Regions from separate parts of the Macaca mulatta genome. Here regions 2, 3 and 4 are each linked to region 1. Evidence: chromatin contacts called from public Hi-C data. All regions are on one chromosome and are shown on one strand. The core of a region is the stretch at or near the end of the contact, and the rest is flanking DNA. Distances in the headings are between cores, read along the strand shown. Region 1 overlaps NTM (neurotrimin). Region 2 overlaps NTM (neurotrimin). Region 3 overlaps NTM (neurotrimin). Region 4 overlaps NTM (neurotrimin).

Region 1 (2,958 bases), core at 266-2,765:
ATTGGTGAAATGTTTGTGTCCTCTCCAACGTGTTATCTACATGTAAGTGTTTGGTACTGCTCCATGGTTGCCAGAATGAGCCCTTATGGTTATATGACTCAGTTATAATGGTTCAGTCTCTTTCATGCTGGATAGCTTTTTGGAAGAACATTTTTTCTGTTATTTAACAGTTGTTCACAACAACAACAAAAAGCTTCCTGGTTGTGTTTGATAGAAAGTCCAGGGGAAAAACAAAGTCATTGTTGCCTCCTCTCTATCCCCAAGGAGAATGTGGGTCAGGGCTGGAGCCGGGCTCTAGGAATCCCTGCGAAGGGAGCATTATTAATGTCACCACCACTGTGCCTGCTGGGCTGCTCTGTGCTTCCCCCTTGCACAAGGACCAGGCCCAGCCAGGGAAAGGAAACGCAGGCCATTCCCTCAGAGCCGAAGTTAAGGGAGAAATAATAATACAGGCACAGGAGGACCAGCAGCAGCCAGAGAGGAGAAGTGACAGGGACCGAGGCAAATGCAGTCTCTCCCTGGGTTTCAAGAATTTGAGAAACACACCTCTTAAAGATGAAATCAGCTGTGCCAGAGCGTGAGGCCCAGGAAAACTGGGAGTCTGCTGTATAAATACAGCAAGTGGCTCACACTCATCCACCCAAGTGAGCACTTTTGCAGGCCCAGCATGTTTTAATGGCGACAAAACAAGAATAAAGAATGTAAGTGGGTGTCTGAACTTGACCAACATTTTGATGATGCGATTTTTCCAGTTTCGCACACTAAGAGGCTTCTGTGATTTTGGATTTGTTTTTATATATGACAGATCTCTAGAATGGTAGTGTTGAGTCTCTGGGGTTTTGAGCAGCTTTTTGGGGGCTGCTGGGTGGGTGCTGTACTACTGAATAACTATGAGGTTCTTCTAAAACATCCTCCCAACACTCTGAATTTACTCTGAATGCCAACGGAATTAATCTGATCATTTTAAAGGTGCATGTATGCATGCTGCAGGGTGTTCCTTTCCCAGTTAATTAGTTTGTGACCCTTTTTAAGATATCTCAAGTCTGGGGCTGATTAAGGTTGCACGGTAACTTTGCTTTTTTTCCTAATTTGGAAGCGCGTAAATGGTTAAACGCCTGGCCTGGGCTGGGCTGGTGCACAGCCGGGGACCGGCGCGGCGGGGGTTAAGGTGGGCGCCCGCGCCCTGCGCCCCGCGCCCGCCCGCCGGGATGAGAGCGCAATCCGCGCCGCCAGCCCGCCCGCTCGCTCCGAGGCGGCACCGGGAGAAAGTGGCGGTCAGGGATGGAGCTGCTGCCATGACAACCCCGGCGGTCGGGGCCCGCGCGCGTCGGGGCTGCTCCCGGGAGGAAGGCGGCGCGGAGGCCGGGGGCGGCCACTGAGCTTGGCGTCCGCGCGGCTCCGGTGCCGGCTGCGCCGCGCCTTCCCCAGCGAGCTAGCGAGCTAGGGGCCGCCGCGGTCCGCTCCCGCCGCCCGGCCGCTCCTTCCTCTGCCACCGCCGCAGCTCCTGCCCCGCCGAGCCCGGCCGGAGAGCCGCGGCTGCAGCGCGCATTTGGGCTCCGAGGAAGTTGAGCGAGGCGGCTGCCGCAGGATCCCGGGTCCGGATTGAACGAAGCCCGCGCGGCCGTCTCCTCCGCGCGCCACCCCTGCGCCTCCTGCGAGCTCCACTTCCCATCTGCTATTGTTTCCGATTGTTTTCCGGTGGCGAGCCCGGCTCCGAAACTTACAAAGTGTTGGATTCCCCCTGTTGGAACTGAGGGACTGCAGACCGCCTCTGGGTGGCTGGATGAAGCCCACCCCGTCCCCTTCCGGTACCAAAGTGCTTACTCCTCTCCAAAGTGCCATGTCTGAACTGCCACTGGGAAGAAGCGGCTCCTGAGGCGCGCCCACACCTTTCACCTGCCTCGCGCTTCCCCCTCCTCGGCCACCTTCCGGGCCGAAGCCGCAAGGAGGGAGCCCCCTTTGGCCGCCCGCCGTGGAACTGGTTTTCCGAGGCTGGCAAGCCGAGGCTGGATTTGGGGGAGGAATATTAGACTTGGAGGAGTCTGCGCGCTTTTCTCCTCCCCGCGCCTCCCGGTCGCCGCTAGTTCACCGCTCCGTCCCCGCGCTCGCTCCGCACCCCACCCACTTCCTGTGCTCGCCCGGGGGGCGTGTGCCGTGCGGCTGCCGGAGTTCTGGGAAGTTGTGGCTGTCGAGGATGGGGGTCTGTGGGTACCTGTTCCTGCCCTGGAAGTGCCTCGTGGTCGTGTCTCTCAGGCTGCTGTTCCTTGTACCCACAGGAGTGCCCGTGCGCAGCGGAGATGCCACCTTCCCCAAAGCTATGGACAACGTGACGGTCCGGCAGGGGGAGAGCGCCACCCTCAGGTAGGGAGCTGACATTATTCTACGAATTGATGATTTGTATGGGGTGGGGGTAAGGGGCAGGGGTGCAGGTGTGTGCACTGAGTCGTGCCTGGGTTGGCGGAGAGGTCGCTGGTTCCCTGGGCTGCACAATTTATGGCTGTGCTGGGAGCTCTGCCCGGGAATGTGGCATTCATGGGGAAAGGCTCAGGTTCTGGCGGTGAGCTTTTTCCCAAAAACTGGCCTCTGCGGCTCAGGCACTTGTTAAGGGTGAGGGGTGGCTGGACCAGGTGGTCGCTGAGACTGAGGGACTTGTCCCTGGCACTGTCTGTGCCTGAGCCTGGTGGCCGTGGTGACAGGGGGCTTGGAGGGGCTCCCCGTGAGCAGTCTTCTCTGAAGTTAATGAGTCCCAAAGGAGGGGTCTGGCTTGGAGTGAATGCCCCCACTTGCCCATGCCATGGGGCTTTGCCAGCCCTGGCTCCTGCACTCTGGGAGAGCCGCTGTTTTGTCCTGGGTCTGACTGTGCCCGGGCTTTCCTGGGGTGCCCTCATGGCGTGAGCTGGTAAGCAGACAGAGGTGCTTTCTCCTGTCTGAACGTGGCTTTCTGAGGCCCGAGTCATG
Region 2 (2,787 bases), core at 200-2,699, 220 kb after region 1:
TGTGTGCATGCGTAGTGTGTGGTATGTGGTCTGTGTTGTGGTATGTGGTGCGTATGTTGAGCGTGTTGTGGTATGTGTGTATGGTGTGTGTGCATGTGTGGTGTGTGGTGTGTGGTATGTGGTGTGTGTCTTGTGTGTTGTGGTATATGATGCATGTGTGTTGTGTGTGTGGTGTGTTTCTGTGTGTGCTGTGTGGTATGTGTGGTGTGTGGTGTGTGTGTGGCTGGGTGTGTGCTGTGGTATGTGGGGTGTGTGTGTGCGTGCATGTGTATGTGGGAGAGATCAACGGGGGTCCCAGGCAAGGGGGATGAGTGGGCTGTTAGCAGAGGAGGAAGCGCAGCCCAGGAAAGGTGCAGCCTCGCTTTCCATAAGCACCTTGGGTCCCCAGGTGCCCCTGCGAGGTGTGGGAGTGGGAGACTGAGTGGGCACGAGGGTATCGCCACCTGGGTGCGTGAATGAGTGCAGAAATACAAACAGCTGGGAGCCAGAGGATCCTGAGTCCATCAATTCTTTGCAGAAGAAAAGTCTGATGGATTGAAATTGTCAGCACAAGAACACTGTGAACAATAGCAGGGAGATACTGTTTCTCTCCAGCCCAGCTGTGGTGAGTTACTTCTTAATGGCAAGGTAGGGAGATACACACCAGGGACAATCCTGAGGGTGACAGGAGATGCCTGTGCCAGTTATTTATTATGGGAGAGGAAGGTGTTCCTTCTACTTTTTTTCCTTCCATCACCCACTTCTTTTCTGTGATAAATGGGGGCTGAGCTGTTTGTGTTATGCAGAGGCTGACAAAATGAGGCGATCAGATTGGAAATCAAAGCTCTCACCATCGCTGGCAGTGTGCCGGGGACTTCGCGGCCACCTCCCGTGGCGGGGGCAGGAGGAGGGGGAGGAAGCAGCAGCTGTCATTTCTTCCCTAGGAGTTGCTTTTGGTTTTACTTTTATTTCTCCCAAGAGGAGAGGAGCTGGAGAGGGCAGCCAAACTAGCACAAGAAAGAAAAGGAGAAAGAGGGCAAGAATGGAAATGCAGGAGAAAGCCCTACCAGGAGGCAAGGGGAGAGGGAAGCGAGAAGGAGGGAAGAAGCCTCCAGACTGCCTTTTTCCGATTTGTGCTGGCTGCGACCTTGCAGCCTGTTTCTCTGCCAGCTGCCCCTCCTTCGCTGTGAGAGGTGTTTGTTTTCCGTGACTTGTAAAGCGTGGTTTCATTTACAGGGTGAGTTGGAAAGGATTCAAGCATCTGCTCCTTTCAAATGTTGGGAAACTGAGGCACGGCACATTCACTTGCTTCTTTCGGGCCTTATTGTCAGTCTTATGATCCTGAGAGTTCCAGAAACTATTTCCATCTCCAGCTTCCAGGAGGAATAACTTTTTCAGGCCTTTGCTTTTCTAGTGTGTTCTCCCAAAACACCTCCTATTTCAGACTGCCCCCCAGAGTCCCTGAGCCTGAGTCGTACGGGTTGACTCTGCCCTCTGGTGGATCGAAAGGTGGTGAATGAGGCGGAAAAGGGAGCTCATTCCAGAAAAACATGCCCTGGCAGGCTTCCCAGGAAAGTCTTTGGTTAAAGCAACCCGAACCCAAAATGAATACAGCTCAATATGCTGTGATGTATTAATACCCTGATAAGCGAGTCAGAATGTGTTTCCAAATAGACCTATTACATAAGTGGCAATAAATACTAACCCATCTCTCACCTTGCTGCGGTGAGCGCAGAGACAGGGATCTGTAGTGTGGGATTCCAGGCAGTCTCGGCGATGCTGACCTTCTGACGGATGGGGAGTCCTGAGCCCTCTATAACACAGGTCCCCTGTGACATCCACATCGCACAATCATGCCCTTTGCCCACCTTTTTAATGACTTTCTATTTTGTTTTACAACCAGCAATCTGCTGCATGTGCTGGTCAACAGTATGTGTCTTTTCTGCTGTGGCTTGCTGCCTTGGATGCTTTTATGGGCATTGATTCCCTCCACTGCTTCCCCAAAGAGGTTCTTTTCCTTGAGCCAGAGCGGCATTCCGGCAGATTACAGTGTCTGCCACTCTGCACTCCGATTTATTGCCATCCTGGGTTTTATTCTCTCCTACATTCGCAGCCAAGCCTCATTCATTTTGTTTTCTGGGGCGAGCAAATGGAAGAAGTTGCTATTAATAGGAGAACGAATGTCATGCCGGCAGACTTAGTGAAGTCTGACTTTATAGTCTGCGAGTCCCAGAGCCAAGCTCTTGTCTTAGATCCACCCTTCCCCATCCAAGGGACTGAACCAAGTGGGATGCTGGCCTGGGCGTTGGCCCTCTGAAATATTTACACTCTTCTGGCGTTTGTCAACAAAGGATATTCTCATATTTGGGCACTCTCATCCATATGTCCTCTACTTTTCCCTGTGACCGTCAGTTTACATTTGGCAGAAGGGCTATCTGGGGTTGTAGATGAAGTCTGAGGGCAGGTGGCTGGGGAGAGGATGCTGGAGAGGAGAAGCACATGGCAGTGGTATAGGATGGTTTGCTTCTCAGCTTTCCCAGACACTGAAGTATGTGAATCCAATTAAAGTTGTTCTGCGAGTGGTTTTTTACATTGATAAACATGTTTACTAATCATTTATCACAAATTAAATAGTAGAGCAATTTCTAAACAATGTCCTGCAGATAATGAATGCCTTTTGAATATGCATACAAAATGTTACATCTCAACTGTTGCTAGTCCCGTTTACTCTCTCAGCTGTAGAATTTAGAAGCTGCCCAGGGACTGTAGAGAGCACGACATCAGATGTTGCCTCTCCAGGGACCATCC
Region 3 (2,729 bases), core at 38-2,537, 160 kb before region 1:
CACATCTGAGCCGAGTGGTGTAAATAAAATGCAAAATAAACCATGTTGCTTCTAAATGTCAAACACTTCTGTGGGGTCACATGGACCATAGGGTGATCTCAAGCTTTTCTGGATCTCGGGATCCAGAGAACCTTGTGTCACATGACCTCTTAAATGTCTGCCACTGCCAGCCCTGCCTCTCACTGGAACTGCCAGCAACAGCAAGGGAGTTTCCTGAAAGCTCCATGCAATTTTTTCATGTCTCTGCCATTGACATTGTATTGTCTTTGCATGGAATCCCCTCCCCCTGTTCCTTAGTCTGACAAGCTCCTCAATATCCTGTGATCCCAGGAATGCCTCCACCAGGACACAACCAACACATCACCACTGTGTCACCATGATTGACAACAGGCCCTCCACTGCACTCGCCAGGCACCACGACACCTGCCATTGTGTATTGTGACTTTAGTATTACCTGATACATCTTTCTTAGCAGAATCCATTGATTGTGTTCAAGAAGTTTTGATGTCACTGTTCATACAAGATAAAGGTGCCATAAGCTAAATTTGTTCAATTAGGTGTTAGAATTGTACATGCTTGGTCATATAGTTACTCAACCAAGTCTGTTAAGGCTTTACTATGTGCCAGATACTCTAGTAGGTTCTGGGTGCTGTAGTGGCAAAGTGGTTCTCGGTTAGGCGTCCAGGTCACGTACCATGTAGTACGTGACGGTGGACACACGCTTGCCACGCGGTCACTAGGACCCTGGACGTGTCTGAAAACAGTCGCGGAGCAGCAGATAATTCTGGATTCTCACCAGCAGGGGTCAGTGCAGCTAAGCAGACGCCGCACACCCGGCTAACATGGAAAGGCATTAGCCGCTCGGTCTTGAATTAATACCGTTCTAAACGTTTTCTATTTATATGTGAAAATTCACATTTCTTTGCCTTTTGGGACCAGTCTAGATCTATTCATTCTCCTTTAATGGCTTTGTAAACACTGTGCCTTCCATGACCTACCCCCTTCTCCCCGTGCCCATCCACTGCCTCTTACTCCACGAAGTGATTTTAATTTGATTGTATTCGTTTCCTATAAGGAGAGAGGCTCTGAGTGAATCACACATCGGTTCAAATGACTTTCTGTTTTGAGAATGTTCCCAGGGGGGTGCAATTCTTTTAATTTATTTAATCCGTTGTGCTTTTTCAGAATGGCTCTCCTCTGCAAAACAGATGGGAGGGGACTGCCCGGCACTCCTTCTCTTTCTCTCCACTCCCCTGGAGGCTTGGCCTCTGGACAGAAAGCTTGCAGAAGTGTATGGGGCTGGACGGTGCCCAGTGCCAGGCGGCCCTGCTCCTCTCACAGCACAGGGGCTTTTGACATCAGAGGGGCCCCGACTCGGCCTTTCTCTTGGGTGCACCTCTGTGGCCTGCCTCCTCATTTTGTTCAGACAGAAAAGAAAGGACATAGAGCAGCATATGTCCTCAGCACTTAGATCATGACCATTGCACATAAATAATCAACACTCTTTGGGCACCGTGATAAATCAACAGTTGAAACAGTAGTGGGCCCTGGAGAAGCTACAACAGATGCAGCCAACTTTACTTCCGGATGAAGTCATTCTGAATCAACTCAGTACTGAAAGTCCAAAAGTGATCAGGAGCACAGTGGTACAGATCACAGGGACCTGAGTTTCAACCCCAGCTTAGCCACTTCCTAAGAATGTGACCTTGGATGGATGAAGATGTGTAAGACACACTTTCCTGGCATGTAATAAGGGAATAATACTGATACCCACTCCCAGGGTTGCTATGAAGAGGAAATGACACAGAGCTTGCAAAGTGCTCAGAGCTGTGTCTGGCACCGAGTGAGCATCCAAAAATGGCAAGAAGAATGCATGTCCTTATGACATTTATAGGCTACATGCTATGGGAAAATATGATTTTTCTTTTAATAATTGAAAGAATTTGACTTGCTAGATGGTCCCTACCTTGATCCCTCAGCCCCCGGGACACACCTCTATTGTTGACTTATGTCCCTGCTTTGTCACTGTTTTTTTGTTGTTGTTTGTTTGTTTTGTTTGAGATGGAGTTTTGCTCTTGTTGCCCAGGCTGAAGTGCAATGGCGTGGTCTTGGCTCACTGCAACCTCTGCCTTCCAGGTCAAGCGATTCTCCTGCTTCAGCCTCCCAAGTAGCTGGGATGACAGGTGCCCACCACCATGCTCAGATAATTTTTTGTATTTTTAGTAGAGACAGGGTTTCACTATGTTGACCAGGCTGGTCTCGAACTCCTAACCTCAGGTGATTCACCTTCCCCAGCCTCCCAAGGTGCTGGGATTACAGGCATCATCGTTTCATATACAGGATACCAGTACATTTTCCTGTTAGCTGTGCAGGGCAAACACCGAATCTTAAACGTTCCTGTGTTTCTCACATTGGGCAGATTTCCTGGATGCAGCAGTTGCTCTGAGAGTGCCGGATGAAAGCAAGCTGGGCATGCTGTCTGGGAGCGCTGTGAGCCTTGGTTTGTTTCCTTACAGTCCCCCTGACCTTAGGTGGCAAGCACCTGCTTACACTCAACGGAGAGAAAGCACCAATCCCCTAATGTTATCATTTCTCTCTGTCTTTCCAAATACTTACCTTGCATTTATTTTTGAGAGAAAACTCTATTTTATTCCTGAGACTGGGTGTCGCCACCTTTGTGCAGGATCTACACATCTGTGTGCGGTGGCCCTGGATCCTTCTCGGTGTCT
Region 4 (2,819 bases), core at 83-2,582, 210 kb before region 1:
ATTTTTCCTTTGTCTCAGTGTCATCCACCCAAACCCTACATATAAATGCCCTGGTGTTCCCAGCTGGGCATTGTGGCTGCAGAGACAAAGCCTCGGGTATCTTTTCAATGAGCTGCAGTCACTATGGAGTGTCTCTCACCTCCCCTCTCCACTGTCATTTCCTCCATAATTGATTAGAAACTGGAAGCGAGAGAGGAGAAGCTATGATTGCTTTTACAGCCTGGGTCTGCAGGTGGAAGCACATTCCTGTTTAACTTCGTCTCTGGAGACCTGTCTCTGTCAGGAAAAGGTGGCAGAGTATTCATGAGGTATAGCAGACTTGTGTCACTAGGAGAGAGATTGCAGAATCTGGCCTCTCACACTATTCTTGGATGCTTGGTCACCCACCTCTCCCCAACTTTCCTTTTCTCCTCTGTCACATGGATCTAACACTTGTTCTCCTCCCTGCCAAGGTTGTTGAGAAGACTAAATGAGATGGTATTTGCAGATGCTCACTACATCATGTAGAGGCCTATTCAATGAGAACATGCATTTAAAGCACTTAATGGTGCCTTACATATGAGAACTGTTCAATAAGGACCATTATTATTAGTGAGAATGTAAGTAATTGTGATGACTTGTTACCCTCGCAGCATCTACTCTTCCTCTAGTTCCCAAGCTGCATATGGTTTTCCTTCAACATTTATTGAGTCTCCATGGGCAGCACTGTATTCTATCTTAGGGCTATGGTGATTTTTACAAATGCGAACAAAATGTCATTGCTGGGTCTAGAAGCTGAGTCTGGTGGGAAAGGACTGTGACAGAGTGGGAAGCAGGACTTAGGTCTGCGTCCAACTCGGAGTAGGGGGAGGGAGTTGCCGGAGAAGGCCCGATGGATGGAGAAAGTGACATCCCTCTGGGTTCTGAAGAGCTTAGCCCCTTGCTTGGTGGCGGGAAAGGGCGTGCAAGGCTGAAGCGGGAAATGCAAGGAACGACCTCAGGCAGGACAGGGAGCTGGGCCTGGGAACCGCGGGCTGGCACCTCCGGAGGACGGGCCCAGAGCCGAGAATGGACGTGTGGACAGAGGAGCTCTCACCGAAGGAGCAGATTTGGTTTTATGCCAAGACCCTGAGCTTTTCTGAAGGGCATAAAGGCTTTTAAACAGGATCAGGTGAGCCTGATGATCACTCAGGACTGAGTAGGGGGTGAATGCAGAGGAAAGATCAGCTGACCGTGTAGGAATCTGGAACTCGCAGGGAAACTGCCTGCCCTCGGACCCGCTCAGCGCCCTGGCAATCTGAACGCGGCCTGGGAAGGGAGGAGCCAGCAGAGGGGCCGTCGGCGAGCCATGAAATTGCGAGCTGCTGCCACCAGAGGGCAGTGTTGGATGGGCTGCGAGGCGCGCCGCCGCCGGGAGGTTGCAGGGGGGAGCTGTCTGCCAGAGGAAATACACGGTGCGTAGTGCAGGACATTCTCACCTTAAAATGTTCTGGGTCACGGACAGGCTGAGGATTTTAGGACCCACCCCCCACGCCCTGGAAAGAAAAATCTCTGTGACGAGATATGCACTGGGTTTGTATGAGAATTCAGAGCATGGCCTTAGTGTCTTGGCCAGGCACCCAGATGCCACCTGCACACCTCAGGCTTGGTATTGGTTTTATTGTGCTTGTCCTAAACCTAGCAGCTCCCCCTGAGATGATGTCAAGGACTGGATTGGGGTAGCTCAGAAAGGTTTCCTGAATGAATGACTTTACACAAACCTTCATGCCGGCACATGTTTTCATACACATTGTCTCACTGAATTTTTAGAGTGATCCTAGGAGGCACATATTCAGGTTTTCTAAATGCAATTCAGAGAAGTTACATGATTTTCCAGGAAATGAGGTAGTCGGGTTTTGGTCCAAGAGCTCAGACACTTTCCTCTGTACCCACCAAATCTTCTCAATCTCCTTTGTCCTTTGAAGTGGGGTGTTTTTCTCTTCCACAAGTGTCCAATCTGTGAATAGAGCGTGTTTAGGAGCAACTTCACCTACATGCCCACCTTGAGAACTAGGGGATGGAGCAGTGGGTCGGATGGAGAACCAGAAAGTCTGAGCATTTGTCGTAACAGAGGTCTTACATGGACGTTTCCCAAGTAATCCTTAAGGCAACCTCCTGGGTAGGATTATCATCCCAATATTCCATTGAGGAAAGAGGCTCGGAGAGGTAAACTTCCCCAAGGAAACACAGCTAGTATCTATCAGAGGTCTATGTCCCTTCACACCTGTGCTCTGGACTCTGCTCCTGCCCCGAGAGTGACAGCAGCTGCAGTGTGTGTGCCGCTCGAAGGACAGGGCTGGAGTGCATGAGAAAAACTGGACGTGTGGTGCAGAAAGGTGCATGTCTAATTATCATTGCAATAAACTAGCTTCTCAACAGAAAGTGGTGTTGATGTGATAGACTTGAAAGAACCCACAGCCAAAGGGAGCCGGCCCCTAGGGGAAGGATGGCTAATTGTACTTGGGACAAAAAGAGCTATTAGCCTCAGAGAGAAGAAATTTCCTTGGCAGTATGGGGTGTGGGGTGACGTTGGGTGTTCATTGTCGTGTGATGACTGGAGAAGGATGACACAGCACAAGACGCACCCGGGGAGGCCAGCAGGAAGGAGAGTTGAATGCAAGCCCAGGAAAACAGGGCTTGATGATATGGTTTTGTATGGGAGTCTCAAGTTGCTTGAGTTAAGGTTGTCTGGGAGATAGAAGTTACACCAGCACCCAGCACCATTACTTACTAGGCTCCAAAGAGGAAGACATAGGAAGTTTTAGGGACCTTCCCTTCTGCCCACAAGCCTGGATCAGACC

The links. A called contact is a pair of places that touch in the nucleus more often than the background predicts.
Region 2: a Hi-C map of fibroblasts shows a contact between it and region 1, with 2.2 times the contacts expected there. The contact joins two enhancer-like sites. A contact is called at or near these places in 3 of 14 Hi-C or Micro-C datasets (fetal cortex germinal zone, fibroblasts and liver).
Region 3: a Hi-C map of fibroblasts shows a contact between it and region 1, with 2.0 times the contacts expected there. The contact joins two enhancer-like sites. A contact is called at or near these places in 2 of 14 Hi-C or Micro-C datasets (fibroblasts and liver).
Region 4: a contact with region 1 is called in a Hi-C map of fibroblasts, with 2.6 times the contacts expected there. The contact joins two enhancer-like sites. A contact is called at or near these places in 2 of 14 Hi-C or Micro-C datasets (fibroblasts and liver).

What each region holds. Positions count from the first base shown.
Region 1 is chr14:132,149,591-132,152,548 of T2T-MMU8v2.0, forward strand. It overlaps NTM (neurotrimin), which reads left to right. Exons shown (of 12, transcript XR_013404437.1): 2 at 2,277-2,361. Among named protein-coding and RNA genes, the nearest start is that of NTM, 540 kb to the left of the region's middle. Within about 2 kb of position 1,516, at least 8 of the 40 cell types and tissues checked have an H3K27ac peak or open chromatin away from gene starts, as enhancers often do.
Region 2 is chr14:132,366,057-132,368,843 of T2T-MMU8v2.0, forward strand. All of the region lies in intron 2 of NTM (neurotrimin), which reads left to right. Among named protein-coding and RNA genes, the nearest start is that of NTM, 750 kb to the left of the region's middle. Within about 2 kb of position 1,450, at least 10 of the 40 cell types and tissues checked have an H3K27ac peak or open chromatin away from gene starts, as enhancers often do.
Region 3 is chr14:131,989,479-131,992,207 of T2T-MMU8v2.0, forward strand. All of the region lies in intron 1 of NTM (neurotrimin), which reads left to right. Among named protein-coding and RNA genes, the nearest start is that of NTM, 380 kb to the left of the region's middle. Within about 2 kb of position 1,288, at least 6 of the 40 cell types and tissues checked have an H3K27ac peak or open chromatin away from gene starts, as enhancers often do.
Region 4 is chr14:131,937,364-131,940,182 of T2T-MMU8v2.0, forward strand. All of the region lies in intron 1 of NTM (neurotrimin), which reads left to right. Among named protein-coding and RNA genes, the nearest start is that of NTM, 320 kb to the left of the region's middle. Within about 2 kb of position 1,333, at least 6 of the 40 cell types and tissues checked have an H3K27ac peak or open chromatin away from gene starts, as enhancers often do.